Linked DNA regions of Mus musculus: region 2 is linked to region 1. Evidence: chromatin contacts called from public promoter capture Hi-C data. All regions are on one chromosome and are shown on one strand. The core of a region is the stretch at or near the end of the contact, and the rest is flanking DNA. Distances in the headings are between cores, read along the strand shown.

What was found. Promoter capture Hi-C pulls out the DNA fragments that hold promoters and counts their contacts.
Region 2: a contact with region 1 is called in a promoter capture Hi-C map of macrophages, with 16 read pairs. The contact joins the promoter of Il1bos here to the promoter of Il1a in region 1. A contact is called at or near these places in 25 of 39 promoter capture datasets (the 3T3-L1 cell line, 3T3-L1-derived adipocytes, the C10 cell line and 16 more), 1 of 15 datasets of contacts at CTCF or cohesin (the G1E-ER4 cell line), 13 of 484 Hi-C or Micro-C datasets (the G1E-ER4 cell line, LSK cells, bone marrow-derived macrophages and 6 more), 6 of 115 datasets of contacts at active chromatin or transcription factors (CD8 T cells, the HPC-7 cell line, bone marrow-derived dendritic cells and 2 more) and 5 of 9 other capture datasets (adipose tissue, bone marrow-derived macrophages, liver and 2 more).

The regions. Positions count from the first base shown.
Region 1 is chr2:129,308,676-129,311,451 of GRCm38.p6, reverse strand. It overlaps Il1a (interleukin 1 alpha), which reads left to right and starts at 1,480. Exons shown (of 7, transcript NM_010554.4): 1 at 1,480-1,531; 2 at 2,343-2,397. The coding sequence starts at 2,351.
Region 2 is chr2:129,368,457-129,371,230 of GRCm38.p6, reverse strand. Il1bos (interleukin 1 beta, opposite strand) reads right to left here and starts at 1,329. Exons shown (of 3, transcript NR_015474.1): 1 at 1,310-1,329. It overlaps Il1b (interleukin 1 beta), which reads left to right and starts at 92. Exons shown (of 7, transcript NM_008361.4): 1 at 92-163; 2 at 886-947; 3 at 1,480-1,528. The coding sequence starts at 901.

The DNA.
Region 1 (2,776 bases), core at 231-2,730:
CATTCACAATGCACCTTGCAATTGTTTCTTAGTGATTATCCTCACAAGGTGTCCGACAGGCAGAAGATGACAAGATTAGCATTTCTGTGTTGCCTAGAGCAGAAGGCAGGTTAAGGAGGGATGTGGAGCTAGCTAGCTGCTGTCACTGCTCATAGATGTTTAGAGACACCCACCCGAGCTTTGGCTCCAGTCTGCTTCTGTGCTTGGACTACCTTTACGTAGGATCACTCATCTTTGAGTTTTGTTTGTAAATACAGCATGAGGAGGGACAGACTGGGCAGCCACATTGGAATTGGAGCGTTTACACTTGCAGTAGAAGCAATGAACATCTAAAGAGCTCCACTCCATGCTTTAAAAGGGCTAGAGGGACTGGGTCAACCAACACACATAAGCTGCTTTACCCCTCTCGCCCCACCGCTTCTGGTTTGGTTTGGGTTTTATCCCGTGTTTCAGTGGTTTGCTTTTCTCTCTTTGCCATTATTTTTCTTTCCTTGTCTACCACCCACTTCCTTTATTTAAAAGTTACATGGCTTAAATGCCAACTAGAAAAGCTGAAACACTGATTTGCTGAGAGTCTGGTGCCCTACCTCTTAAGACTGGCCTGGCGTCTGGGAACTGAAACTATCTCTAATAAAACTGACCGGGCAGTGTTGCTCCATGTAAGAATCCATACCTTCCTCTCCCATAGCCTCCACTCTGGAGCTGAGGCACTATCATGGCTGGGCCTTTGTCCCTGCCTCCAAAAGTGAGCAGCTGTTCTCACTCAGCTCTGATCTACCCAGAGGTACACTAGACTTTGTGTTTAGGTGGTAGGGCAAGGTTACTTTGCCATAATGTGGCTGAGGCAGGGAACTCTCTCCTGAAGCTGTCATCTCTGTAGGAAGTGTGTTTATGTTATCCAAAGGAGTAAGAGGACCCAGATCTTTAGGGCAAGTGTCACTTTTACCTCCTCCACCTTTAACCATAAGGTTATTGTTTCATACTCAGACTGATAATTTATTCAAGCAGATTTTCCCCTACAAAGAGGAGGGAAGAAGCTCATTTTCCCTCAAATGCCTTAGCTGCCAAGTATCCTGCCCATCCATATTCAGTCCTGGGGCACAATAAACAAGTTAGCCCAAAACACAAAGTACAGCTATGGAGCTCCAGTCCTTGTTTGGCTTTCACTCTGATTTGAGGATTTCTTCCTTCCTCTTCCACTGGTGGGCTTCCTGCCGCTCTTCCCGTTTTGTAAGACTACATGTCTCTAATCACATGGATTAGCAAGAAATAGGCTGATCAAGTCAACGGCCCGTGGAATCTTTGCAAGCAACATTATTACCAAGTGTATAATCTGTCCTTCTGGCCGGTATCAGGCAGAATGAACATAGAAAGATACTAAGCAGAATTGTTTCCTGTAAATTCCCAGTGACACACACATGGCCACTCCTACCTGCTTGAGGAAGACTATAAAAAGGCAGAGAAGCCTGACTCAGACTTAAGTCTCCAGGGCAGAGAGGGAGTCAACTCATTGGCGCTTGAGTCGGCAAAGGTATTGTCCTTATCACGTCTAAGGCTATGAAAATTGTCTTTTGTTTGCTCCTTGACTGTCCTCTCTCAAGGCACCTTGTGTAAGGCTATGGTTTTTTCTCTTCTTCTTCTTCTTCTTCTTCTTCTTCTTCTTCTTCTTCTTCTTCTTCTTCTTCTTCTTTCTCCTTCTCCTTCTCCTCCTTCTCCTTCTCCTTCTCCTCCTCCTTCTCTTCTCCTCCTCCTCCTCCTCCTCCTCCTCCTCCTCCTCCTCCTCCTCCTCCTCCTCCTCCTCCTCCTCCTCCTCCTTCTCCTTCTTCTAATTTAGTACAGGGGCTGGGATGAGAGATTTAAGAAAAGAATTCTCTTTCTAGTGACAGGGAACTTAGGGAGCAGCTGAACAAGATTCATGGGAGGGAGTCTACCAGCAAAGTCGAATCTTTTTCTGGAGATTGGACGTCTCTACTGGCAAAAATGAGAGAGGCCATCAGGTTCCCATTCTCCCTTGCCTATATATAAGGCAGACACCCCACTCTGGTGATTTTAATTTTGTCCTTAATATATTCACCTATTAAATGCCTACTATGTGTGATGCAATAGACTGAACACAAAGAATACCAGGGTAGAGAAAACATTCTAAAACAAAAGTACAAGTTAGTGGAGGAGATAGAAGCATACAGAAATAATGTAAGGGAGTACAGAGAAGAATAGAGGAAATTCTGGGCATGTGATAAGTCACTCATTGTAATTTCTCAAGAGCAAAGTAGGGTCATTGCCCTTGCAAGCACGGGGTTTAGAAGTGGACTGAGCTGACAGCCACTGGTGTTCTCTTACAGAAATCAAGATGGCCAAAGTTCCTGACTTGTTTGAAGACCTAAAGAACTGTTACAGGTAAGAAATACAGTCTTCTTTTTTGATTCGATAAGGGGCTCAAGGTTCCTTTGACTCCAACTAAGAAATAATGTGACAAGCCAGGGGGTAGGCAAGCAGAGACTATGGTGCTATCCATTGATCCTGAAGTCCTAGAAGACAGAGAAGACCTAGGAACACCAGTCATCCATTGTGCTAAAAGAGTATTGCATTGGCAGGAAAACATGGAAATTGTAGAAAATATTTTTGAGGTATACTGAATCCTACATAATTTTATATTAACATCAACTTAGGCACTCCAAAGAGTTTGTGTGTTCTGAATCAGCAGTGGGTTTTAATGAGCTGTTTGAGAGAGAATCTGTTCTCAGTAGAGCCTGTTCCCAGTCACCAGGAGGAAACA
Region 2 (2,774 bases), core at 80-2,579, 60 kb before region 1:
TTGTGAAATCAGTTAACCCAAGGGAAAATTTCACAGCTCTTCACTTCTGCTTTTTAGGACTATAAAACAAGGGAGGGAAAACAAGTTGGACAACAAACCCTGCAGTGGTTCGAGGCCTAATAGGCTCATCTGGGATCCTCTCCAGCCAAGCTTCCTTGTGCAAGTAAGTCTCTCTCTCTCTCTGTCTCTCTCTCTCTCTGTCTCTCTCTATCTCTCTCTCTCTGTCTCTCTCTCTCTGTCTCTGTCTGTCTCTCTCTCTGTCTCTGTCTGTCTATCTCTCTCTCTCTCTGTCTGTCTCTGTCTCTCTCTGTCTGTCTCTCTCTGTCTCTCTGTCTCTCTCTCTGTCTCTCTCTGTCTCTCTCTCTCTCTCTCTTTCCCCCCCCCCCACTGATGGACTTTGGGCTTTTTATTTATAAAAAGTAGCTGTACCTCCATGGTTTGTGAAGTACTCTGGAAATGAGTACTGTCTGTATAGCCGCTGACATCTAAAAGGCAGCTCCTGTCTTGTAGGAAAGCTTCTTTATTAGGGTTTGGCTCTGCTGTTGCTTCCTTCCAGAGCATCTTCCTAATGCTGTTCCCCATGTTGTAGTGACCCCCCACACACCCTAAAATTATTTTCATTGCTACTTCATAACTATAATTTTGCTACTGTTATGAAGTGTAAATATCTGTGTTATCCAATGGTCTTAGGTGACCCCTGTGAAAGGGCCACTTGACTCCAAAAGGGCCACTGTTCTAGACCTATACAACGGCTCCTCCGTTCCTTCATTCCTCAGAGACCAGTTTAGCATGCCTGCCCTGAACTAGAGCTAAGAGAAACACATATGAAGGACGCCCCTCGGGGAGCTAACGCTGGATGCCCACCCACTTTCTTTCTTCACACAGGTGTCTGAAGCAGCTATGGCAACTGTTCCTGAACTCAACTGTGAAATGCCACCTTTTGACAGGTCAGTGGGTACTGGAGAGTGGTCACATATCCAGCACTCTGCTTTCAGGAATGGAGGGCTATCTACTTTCAGAGGCCAGAGAGTCCCCAACTCATCTCCTTCAGTGGCTATCAGAGTTCAAGCAACCTAGCTTAAAGACTGACCTCTTCACTCCCAAGCCCAACCTAGGGACTTAGGTGCTGTCACTACAGGGACTCCTACAGATGCAATGGTAAGAAAAACTTCCACATGGACAGGATAAGAGACTCTTTTGCAAAGTCTGGCTTGGAAGCAAAGGCAGAGAGCTCAGACTTTAGCTAACTCTGCTAGTCTAGAATTTAGGTGTCAGAAGTCAACAGAGAGCAACCAGAGCACCCACTTACCTGGCCCAGAATCTGCTTCTAGACTGTTACTTACGTAGCACTGTAGAACTTCCCAGAAGTCTTTGGGAAGCTTTAAGAGTCATGGTAGGTGTGGTTTTATGAACAATGGAAGTCTGTCTGCTCAGTATTGATAAGGAGCTATCACTTGACCACATCTGTTTTCATTACAGTGATGAGAATGACCTGTTCTTTGAAGTTGACGGACCCCAAAAGATGAAGGTGAGACTCTGAGCTTGGCTCCTAACCTGTGGAGGGACTGTGGCATGGGAAAAAAAAACCCAAACGGGAAGGGATATGGGACTGCCTTGCTCCCAGGCTATTTTGTGATGGGATTATTTTGCCTCTTTCAGTGACATAGATAAGGCAACCCACACACTGACCTGGCTCCCACACAGGTTTCATTTACCACAGCCACACACCAAGGCTTGCTGATGGCAATCATGGTGTTTTATGCTAAGAAGACAGTATGGTCTTCAACATACATTTAGTCCCCCCTTGAGAGAGATGGAGCTTAATCTGACCACTTAAATCGAACTCTGGATCTAGAGAGCATGACCTTCAGAATTAGCATCTCTTCCTTCTCTGCCAAAGAACAGTTTCGCATGTTCCTGGGGAGATTAAGATAATAAGAAATAAGTGATATAAACAAAAAGTTAGTTAGGATTTTTAAAAATAACCTGTGGCCTTAGACAAGACCTTTCATTGCTGTGTGATCATAGACAGTCCCCACTGTGTCCTTTGGGAAACACAGGTCAGAAGATCTCTGAAATGTTGGCGATCTGTCACAACCTTCCATTCTGAAGTGTTTTAAGTGCTGGCCAAGTCCATCCTAGCACAAGGGCACTTTCCAGACTTGCTCTCATGAAGAGCCATGTTGCATCCCAGCTGTCCCTTCCTATGATGACTGAGAACGCTCTAATGCCACATGGCGTCAGTCCAGCCACGTCACTGCCCCACTCAGGAGGCAGCTGTTTCTCTCAGACCTCTTCCCAATCCCTCAACAGTCTCCCCCAGCTACAGAATCTAGTCCTTAGCTTACATGAATGTATTTTAAGACCACTCTAACTAGTTAGTTCAGCCTTGGGTGACGCCTCTCACTTTCCCAGCCAGGCTCTGTCCCCCACTGCCTGCTCCAGAACATGGCTTTCCCTGGGAGCCTCTACTCTGGACAGAAACTTCTCTCCCAATCAACCTTTCCTTTACACTATTGAAATGATCTATCGCTGTCCTTCAAGCTTTGAAACTGTTATCATGCCTCAAGGCAACTGTGTTTAGGCCTTAATGTGGTGTTTCTCCAAAGAACAGAAAAGTGGTGACATATTTTACAAACAAAAGCTATGCTTATAGTGTCTGCTAAATATTCCTATGAGAAAAAGAATGTATGGGAAGCCATTGAGAGCCTGTTGGGTGATCTCCGTTGAATAGAAGACAACATGAACATACTGTCATGAGAAATTAAATAACA